Regions from separate parts of the Mus musculus genome. Here region 2 is linked to region 1. A link is a contact called in public Micro-C data. All regions are on one chromosome and are shown on one strand. Each heading gives the region's core, a stretch centred on a gene start, on an enhancer-like site or on the middle of the called end of the contact. The rest is flanking DNA. Distances are from core to core; before and after follow the strand shown. Region 1 overlaps Gm20125 (predicted gene, 20125). Region 2 has its middle 110 kb from the start of Gm20125.

Evidence for each region. A called contact is a pair of places that touch in the nucleus more often than the background predicts.
Region 2: a Micro-C map of macrophages shows a contact between it and region 1, with 4 times the contacts expected there. The contact joins two enhancer-like sites. A contact is called at or near these places in 1 of 15 datasets of contacts at CTCF or cohesin (pro-B cells), 2 of 484 Hi-C or Micro-C datasets (the HPC-5 cell line and macrophages) and 2 of 115 datasets of contacts at active chromatin or transcription factors (large pre-B cells and neural progenitor cells).

The regions. Positions count from the first base shown.
Region 1 is chr10:16,991,760-16,996,656 of GRCm38.p6, forward strand. All of the region lies in intron 1 of Gm20125 (predicted gene, 20125), which reads right to left. Among named protein-coding and RNA genes, the nearest start is that of Gm20125, 100 kb to the right of the region's middle. Within about 2 kb of position 2,177, at least 36 of the 459 cell types and tissues checked have an H3K27ac peak or open chromatin away from gene starts, as enhancers often do. A contact at or near this core is called in macrophages, where this site is marked.
Region 2 is chr10:17,198,663-17,203,559 of GRCm38.p6, forward strand. No RefSeq gene overlaps it. Among named protein-coding and RNA genes, the nearest start is that of Gm20125, 110 kb to the left of the region's middle. Within about 2 kb of position 2,604, at least 110 of the 459 cell types and tissues checked have an H3K27ac peak or open chromatin away from gene starts, as enhancers often do. A contact at or near this core is called in macrophages, where this site is marked.

The sequences.
Region 1 (4,897 bases), core at 927-3,426:
TGTTATATAGACTCAGGAATTCTTAGCATGGCAAATAATTACATTCTTAAATTTTCACTTCCATGTTGTGCTCAAGGGAAAAAATTGAATATAAAAGAACCTATTTTTGGATATTCCCTGCAAAATTAAAGATAATTATTTCTAGGTGTGTGGGAGTTTGCACAGGAAGACATGGTTTTATCTTCACAATCATTTCTCAAATACACTGTACTTTTCTGTATGGGACCAAAATGAACACACATATACAGATTTGAACTCTCTCCTCTGGGTTATTTTTATTAACTGCCTTACCTGGTGATGGTATAATAAGCCTGCCTCAGAATTTGTTAAGCTTCAGAAAGAACTCATCCTAACACTATAAAGGAAGGATCTACTAGAAAAGTTATCTAAATATCTCAATGATCCTTGAATTGAAGCATGGTTTATAGATGTGAAAAATCCCTCAAAACATATGACCAGTGGAAGATGTGGAAAAGAATAGGAAAAAAAGAATCTGTAATGAGAAATCTGAACTCAGGAAGAGATAGGATAGTAGGGTAATTCTTTACCTAACTAAGTGTCTCCTAGAGAGACATTCTTCCCATATGGAGTCAAGCAACTGTTTCAAGATTCCTATGTGTTCTCATTTCATGGTGGCCCTAATGGAGAGGTGACAGTTGACTTTTAGCTTCTTCAACAAGTGCTATGAGAAAAGAAGAAATAGCATTCTTTGTACATTGAAAAAAATGTTAAGATGGTCCTTTCAGGTAGAAACATTATAAGGATTAAAATATAGTGGAAGAATATCATATCATAATACAAATTGAGGTTGTCTTTGGCTGACTTGTCATTATTGAGTATCCTGATCATAAATCGCTAATTTAACAACTTTCTCTTATCATTTAGGCAAAGAAAATAAAGTATAAAAAAAAAAGAAAAGAAAAAAGAAATGAGAATCTCAGATGGACCACTCATGGAAGTGACTGATTTGCAAACATCAGGTGTGATAATAAGTCTTCAGAATTGCTATATATTAAATTATCTGCATCTGCTAATGTATGGTTCTTTAATTATCACTTTCTACATAACTCATTGGGGTTTTGCCCAAATGACACTCATCTAAGATCAAGGGAAGTTCTGCAGTTGAAAGAGGGACATAACATACTACAGAACAAAAATCATCTACAAGGCATTTTATAAAAAGTAAAAAACAAAAACTGTTTGTTATCTTGCCTTTTGGAAGATGGTTATATTTGTTTTTCAACTCTCATGCTTCCTTGGACAGAAATTTCAACAAGAATAGATATCCAGTGTCCATGCCTTGAGTGATTGGCTGATCTATTTCTGCCTGTTTCCTTCTAATGGTTGTTCAATAAATCATATAGGAATTACTATGGCTTCTGCTCTGAAGGAGTCAAGTGAAAAAAGAATATCCTTTCTCTCCTGGGCAGTATTTTCTGCTAACAGCACACTTGTCAAAGGCTTTGAGTACCCCAGTGACAGGCACCAGATAAACATATAAATAGCTTGATAAATAACTGACAAAACACTATACACTGTTTGGAGATAAATGTAAGCACACCACAAAAGGCAAGATTAATCCTTGGCATCTTTTTTTTCTAATAGACATTTCTAGACTAAGGCCACAGTATGACATTCAGATTACAGAGCAGCAATTTGAAATATTCAAATGCTTTTGTTGGGCCATGCATATTTTCTAGTTGTTGAGTAGCTATGATAATGCAGTATATTTCAATTCTGGAAGAAGGTCTGAATGATTAGGTATATATGAAATGAAAATATATATTATAAGGGTTTAGGGGTTGTACTATAAATAACAACTTCAAAAAACCCGTACAACCCAAATAGTATTTAATAGCAGTGAAGCACAACTTCTAGAATGCTGAAAAAAAAAGAATTAGGAAATTATAAAAATTATAATTATCGAGTTTTCTAAAAATTAAGTTTATAGGTGCCACAATTAAACCATCTATGCTAGAGAAGAAAAAAAAAAAACTCAAAATGTAAAACTCAGATCATGAGCGCATGCAGCATGTTTTTGTTTTCAGAGGGACTGTTCCATATGTTGGTCGACCAACCCTGCCAGGCCATTTGCAGGCTGTCCTGCTGGGCTTATCCTGAGTGTGACACACACCATGCAGAGATTGTGATATATAGAAGCCAGTAAATTTCCACTATGTGTCACAATCATGAGAAAGACAGAGCCTGGTCCCTGCTGACTGTGAGGATGCTATTAGGTGGCTTTCTGGAATAGCAGTAACAGAAATCTCCAACAACATATTTTAACCTTCAGAGTTATTCAGGCACATTCTGATCTCACCAAATGGGCTGATAAGAGCGAAGTACAAACTTGGCATCAAGCAGCTGTTTCCAAACAACCAATGAGAGGCACAGTAAGGGAGAGATTTTTTTTTCTTCTGTTTTTAGATACAGTCAGTGGCTTTCAAGGTTAACTATTCCGTAATAGTTTTTCCATTGCATAAAACAAGAAGAGCTATCATTTAAGTGTATCAGCACACAACAGGAAAAAGAAAAAGAATTTGAAAGAAAGAAAGAAAGAAAGAAAGAAAGAAAGAAAGAAAGAGAGAGAGAGAAAGAGAGAGAGGGGAAGGAAAGAAGGAAGGAAGGAAGGAAGGAAGGAAGGAAGGAAGGAAGGAAGGAAGAAAGGAAGAACAACTAGAGTGCAGAGGTGAAACCAAGCAGGTTCTCAGGCCAGCACTAGGCAAACATGAGACGCAATGGATCTGATTCTAATTCAACTTGAACAGGGTCCGTGTTTCAGTTTCCGTCCTTCGTCCTTTTTCCACTGGTGCTTATCACGAAATCTGATCTATTTGTAGGTTTAATGCAAGGACAGGGAAAAAGCTGACCTAACCTTAGTATTATAGGAGATTGTACTAAATGTGAGGGCAAGAGCAATAATTCCGCAGCTTCCTACTTGGCCATGGGCCCAGCTTCAAGAAATAAAAATAGAAGTGTCTGAACGTAACTAAAAAGCTCAGCCACATGGAATTAAAATGCCAATTCCCTTCAGCCTTCCTTTTTTTTCCAGTCATGAAACTTTCAAAGCCAACACATTCAAAAGCTCCTACAGCCAAGAACCATCATTTGGGTTTTTGGTGATTCAAAATGACTGCCACCTTCAGGAGTCTCCACCTGGCTGTGTCCATTCCTTTAAAACATTAGCAACTAAATAAATATATAAGGCCATCGGAACAGAACTCCAGGATGGCACTTTCTCAGTTGATGGGTTTCTGTTTCTAAAACACACTTACATTAATGTTCTTTACCTTCTAAATAGACACAACAGTTTAAAATGAAATAAGACCCAGAAAAGGCTCCTAATGTTTTCCCCAGCTTCTGTTTCTAATTTGCCCAAGGGCTGTGTTTAGCATATTCCCAGTGTCACCTACTGAAAGGGGAACTGGAAACAGAAACTGATTTAGGGATTTAGGAACGGAAAATTTACCATTGTATGGGATGATAATTTGATGTGCCTCCAGTGACTGTACACACTAATTGTTTTTATGAATACTATGAATATTCCACACTATACCTGTCTTCTGAGTAAAACAGACACATCTTGATGGTTGAAAACATTTTCCATCTTTCTGCCTCATCTGTTTCTCCCTCCAATGTTGAAATGACCCAGTGTTTAAATGACATTTTTTTTCTTTTTCTTTTTCTTTTTTTTTTTAAGCCCTGAGTTGAAACTCTTTGAAATTCAGAGGAATTTGAAAGAGGTACTTAGGGTGCAATGAGAAATAAGAATCCAACCCAGGCCATTTAAAACTCATGTTTATCTAGCATTCATCATTTTCTCCTCTAACATATGAATATAGTTTCCAAAACCACAAACCTCACAAGTGTTTAGATCCCAGACTTGTAAACAGGTTTGATTTCCTCTTACTGAGCGTCTTCCTTCCTTGTTCCTTATTGCATTCAGCTGGCTCTAATTCCTTTCCATGTACTTAAAGAAATGAAATATTTCATCTGAATTAAGAGCAATCATGTATTTGAGAAGATCAATCCAGAAAGAACAGAAAAGTGAATTGTTTTCAATGAAGCTGTTTACAGTGACTGAGCAGCTAGGGGTTAGATGAATAAATAAAAAGACCAGTAATTTCATTGAATTATATTGTTCAATTTCAATTGTGTCTCTTAATGTAAACAGCTCAGTGATTGATGCATTATCGAATATTCGTGGAGTGTGTGTGTAATGAATATGTTTATGAATGACCCAGTGAGAGAAAATCAATCTTAGAAAGATTTCTCTGTTGAATTGTAGTTTAGATGATTGCAAATCAAAGTTTAAAATGTCTGGATTACAACATTGAGTACTTCAAACTTTCAGAGGGAAAATAAAGGACCTGAAAGGCAACATAATAAAGTGACATGTAGTAAAGAAAACAGACAGTGTTTTCTAACGTACTTTTTTAGTATTTAAAGTCTTATGTCAAAGTAATAATAAAACTAGGAGCCAGTAGACAGGAATGGTGGCACACACTGGCAGGATCTCTAGTTCAAGACCATCCTCGACCATTCGTGTTAGGAGCCTATCTGAAAAACAATAATGATTTTGTTATTGCTTAAGAAAAGTAAGTCCATTTATTATTTCTGTCACTAATGTGGAGGAAAAGCTGACAGAAACTGTTTAAGGAAGACAGGGTTTGTTCTGGGTTAGAGTTTGAAGGTAAACAGTCCTTTGTGGAAAGACAGGTATGCCAGCAGAAGAGTGCTTCTGCTAGTCATATTACACCCACAGTCACAAATCAGACAGAAGCAAGAGCAGAGGAGAAGAGAAGCTGGGACCAGCTCTGATTTTCCCTTACTCAGACTGAGACACCTGTGCATGTTATGATGTCACCCACATTTACAGTGGGTCTTCCCACTTGAA
Region 2 (4,897 bases), core at 1,354-3,853, 210 kb after region 1:
TGTGTGTGTGTGTGTGTGTGTGTGTGTAACTTTGGCCAGCTAAAAACTATTACTGCTAATAGTGATATTAGAAATAACAAAACAAAAAGAATTATATCGAAGATCTACATGAAGATTCGTGGCTTGTGAGGCATTGTCTTAAAATTTTACTTCTATTGATCCATTCACTTTATGTCATATCCCATGCTGTGGATATTATTATGATGTCCACTGAAGAAATCTTAACTAGTGAAAGCTGGAATCATTATCATATATATATATATATATATATATATATATATATATATATATACATACATATATATATATAAAGAGAGAGAGAGAAAAGAGGTTTGTTTTTAAGAAATAGGATCCATGGGACCAATGAGTCTCAAATCCATCATCTATAAGATGGTCCAGGAGGATGGAGGTCCCGCAAAATGCTGATATTCCAGTTAAGGCCAGAGACATTGTATTGTGACATGTGGCTCATTCTCAGCAAAGCCAGTCTCCTCTCTTAGGGCTTTGAACTGATTGGATGAGACTCACCTACACTACAGACAACAACTACTTCACTTCACAGAGGGGAGGGAGAATATTGTATTGTTTCCATAATTTTCACAAATAAAGATAGTGTCTCATTTTATTTTCAATGCTGTTAAGTTGGAAAAAGATAAACCACAAGATTTATCGTGTAAAGAAAACAATATTCATTATCAGTTCCCAACCGACCTTCAGTTACAAGGAAAGACATGAACCCTTCAAAGCAGTCGGTGTAGCACAGCAAACAACAGAGTGACTGACTCTCCAGCATGGTTCCAAAGCAGAGCCCAAACAATGATTCTTGATTCTGCAGGTACAGCCAACCATGGACAACCAGAACATAGCCTCTCCACCAGCCACCCCACAAAACAAGAAATCCAAGTTTCAAGTCTACCCTCTGGAGACAGGTACGGTATCTAGAACATCTGGGCTGAACTATGGGCTACGCTGTAGTTAGTACATGATTCCATGGATATATTCTCACTGAAACAAGTTGCAGTTTATTGTCTGTAAGTCACAACACTATAGAGCCAAGTCCTGCCAGAAAGAAGTATAGACTCATTCAGCTTTCAGTTTTACATTCATAAAGTAGGCCTAGGATTTGCATTGATGGAAGTCAACACATTGTAGGATATGGGGAGATACATGTTCCAAGTCCCCTTCTCAGTGAATAGCTTTTTCTCAAAAGTGGAGCTTGGCTTTGCAAGAGATTACCTCTTGAAACCTCAAGTAAATATTTGTAAAGATTATTTTTTCTCAGTAACTGAAGACAGCATAGGGTATCCTCGCTCATAGCTTTTATCAGGCTTTCTAAGTTTACCCTGAAGCCTGGCAATGGATGGACTTCAACTGCATCCCTTGGCACACCCGCTTTTTGAGACCCCCAGTAGAGTCACTGAATTGGTACATGCTAGGAGAATAAGACTCTGCAGGTCAGTTCCTTCAGGGCAAAGCATTCAACTGGATGACAACCATCTCTGTTGCCAGAAATAGACATCAGTTAATCGACAGCATTTAAGTTAAAGAGTCTAAATTGAGGAATCACAGTTTATGTGTAACGAGGGGCATGAGAGCTGATGACTCAGAACATCACGAAGCACTGTTTACATTTCAAACACAGAGAGCTTGATTTCGCTGGTGTGAACATGAAAAAGACAAAGAGAATATGCCACACAGCCACACAGGAGGCAACATGTCTCAGCAGTGAACATTTCAGTGCCAGTGACAAAAAGAGCTTGTAGGAAAAGCTGGAGGACAAGAGGACTGAATGAACTAAAAAGGGATTTACACACAGAGACAATGGTAAAGAGAGCAGAGCCAGGCCCTTGAAGACAGGAGACAGAGAATCATACAGCATAATATCTCCTTTGCCTGCTTTCACCTGTTCTCAACAGCAACAGAAAGTGTGCCATTGGTCCACCAACCACGATGCCACGCTAACACAATCCTATGGAAGACAGAAAGGCAAATAAGGGAAATAGGGTATTGTGGGGAGGGGTGATACATATGTTATCTGTGGCAGGAGAAAATGTGAAAGGAAGATATGAAATGAAGAACTGGTTTGGTTAATGGAAGGAAAAGCCAAAAGTATCTACCAAGAGACAATGAGCTCAGGGGAAATGAAGCCCTTTCCCCAATTCTAAGAGTTGTGTCGGAACAAACAACCGCAGGCCTGCACAGAAGAGGTAGGAACGAGACACCTGGGAGAGAAAGAGCAGCAATTCACTCTTCTAGGAAACACCCCAATGGGCCTGGAGCATGGTGACGTCATTTGGCATGCAGGTGGCCTCATGTGAGACTCAAAGACATGCATTGAAAGAAAAGCAGACCAGACTGTGCAAGTGGCTGCATCCAGGACCTGCAAGCTAAAGGGGTCATTAACACACTCAGCAGGCAGAGGCTGTACCCAGTGAGTTAACGGAAGCCCCCAGGTAAAAGAGCAGATGATGACCAAATGAGAAAGAGAGAAAGGGGGAGAGGTGGGACAGGCACCAAAAGGATTGCCAAAGTAAGAAAAGTAAGAATTGGATTATACAGTGGACTAGAAAAGAGGAACTTGTCAGTTCAGTGGAAAGGGGAAGAAAAAAAAAACCTGTAAAAATAGAATAGGAAACTAGTGAGGAAAGTGGACTCCACACAGAACACTTAGCTCATTTCACAAAACTTTTACAAAATACAGTTTCATTTTCTTGGTTAAGGAGCACTGAAACTGTTAGACATCATTTCCTTCGTGCCTGTGTGCAAACTCATGTGTGAGTATTAGTGTGTGTTGGATGTCTTCTGCAGCTGTGCTAGGTCATGGCTTTTAGTGGGCCATGGGGGTCAGGGTCTCTCACTAAATCCAGAGTTCACCAATTGGCCTACACTGACTGGCCAGCAAGTCCCAGATCTTCCTGTTTCTGGCTCCCCAGTACTGAGGCAGCAGATCCAGGCAGCACATTCAGCTCTGCACATGGGGACTGAGAACTCCAGTTCAGATACTCACATGGCCAGCCCTTTACCAAAGGGGTCGTCTCCCCTCAGCCATCACCATTCCAAAAAAGAAAATAAAAGAAAATCTTAGCAAGCCCAGGTTTGAGCCTGCAACATTTTTACAGTTTCCATTCCAGGATAAGACTCAGTCTTCTTAGGCATGAGAGCAGGTAGCACACAGTTCGATCTTCCAATAGTCTCTGATAGTCAAGCATCTGTGATCCTGAGCAAGCTCTGGGACTGTAGGAGCTAATTGAGTGCTTAAATATCTTTAGAGTTGAAGACGATGCTGGAGCTGCATTGAGGATTCATTGGGAAAGGTGAATATCCATTCAAAGGAAAATCCCACCTATTGATATGCTACACTCCTTTAATTTCACCACTCTGTGCCAGAGGATAGAAGGTCCCTGTGAGTTTGAGGTCAGCCATATCTACAATGTAGGTTGTAGGCCAACCAGGGCTACGTATGGTGACATTAGTGAGACCCTATCTTTAAAATAAGATGGTTCCACAAGAGAAGATTGACTTCAGTCATTGATTGTCTTAACGTGATTTGGCTTCTCCTTCTGTTTTGTTGCTCTTGTTGTGGTGGTTGTTGTTGTTGTTGTTGTTGCAATTTTTGTGTGTTTGTTTTCTCATTCCTGCTTCTTGCTGTCAATGAGAATATCCCTGGGCATTTTTCTGCCCCTCTCTGTCAGCATCCTGAAAAGGCATACTGCTAGTTCTCATAGTACATGTTTAACCACTTCTGAGCCAAAGGACAGGTATCTGGTTTTATAATTCTTCTGAGGAAGATTGCCTTGGGAAATCATACAACACCTTCCTACCTACGAATATATTCTCTGCCTTCCTAGGTCCTAAAAACGAATGCTTTGAAAATAAGTCAGAAGCAGATTAGAGGTAGAAGTGTTTTTCTTCTGCCCTGTCTTTCCAATATTTTTAAGCCCATTATGCTTCATGTTTCTGGAAAGGCATAAGACCACATTTTTCACATCTCAGTTTTTCATGAACATAATCTCACATGGCTGAAGATTTTGCAATAGTTGCTGGAGAGGGACAGCATGTTAGTGTTCAGCTGCTGTGGTGGTGCAGTGTGTGTGTGTGTGTGTGTGTGTGTGTGTGTGTGTGTGTGTGTGTGTGTGTGTGTATGTGTATGTGTGTGTGTGTCCTTCCAAAAAGAAGGTGTTCTTTTCACCTCTTTGGGGCTGCAGCAGAGGGTGAAAACCCTACAGTTTACATTCGCTTTGTCAGCCCCGTAAGCAACCATCTGTTTCAGCTGCAGAGTGCGATCTGTCAGCTTTGCTTTAGGCTGTGATCCAGTAGCAGGGGCTTGCTCATTGTTGTCTTCTTAAGAGAACCGCAAAGCAATTAACCATTCCAGTACTGGCCACAAAAGAGATGGCCACTCTCAATGTCAGGCCAGATTTTTGCTTTCCCCAAGGCTGGAAGTACTACAAAACAACTGAATAGCTATTCAGACTGTTTCTTTGTTCCCTAAAGAGGCAACATGCTCTTTGTTATAAAGGCAACCTGGATTTCCTGACATACCATTTCATTTCAATGTCTGGGCACCAAAGATGAAACAAAGTCTGGGTACTTCCAACAAACAATCAAAACATGACAGTAACTAACACCCTGAGAGACCTCATTCACCACTATGAACAGTGAGTGTCTGTCACAGGCTATGGGAGGTGTGAGTTGGTGGTTGGAAGAGAAAAGGAAGGAAAAGAATTGTGGTTGATTTGATAATAGCTATAATGTTTTCCTGATTGAGAGAATTAGCATGGGGCACAATCCAAATAAATCACAAACCTGTGGAAAGAGGTGTGACCAACAGGTGTGTTCTACTTTGCTTAGCAGATGGCTCCTCTGTTGTCTTCCCTTCTATCCCATCAGTTATAAG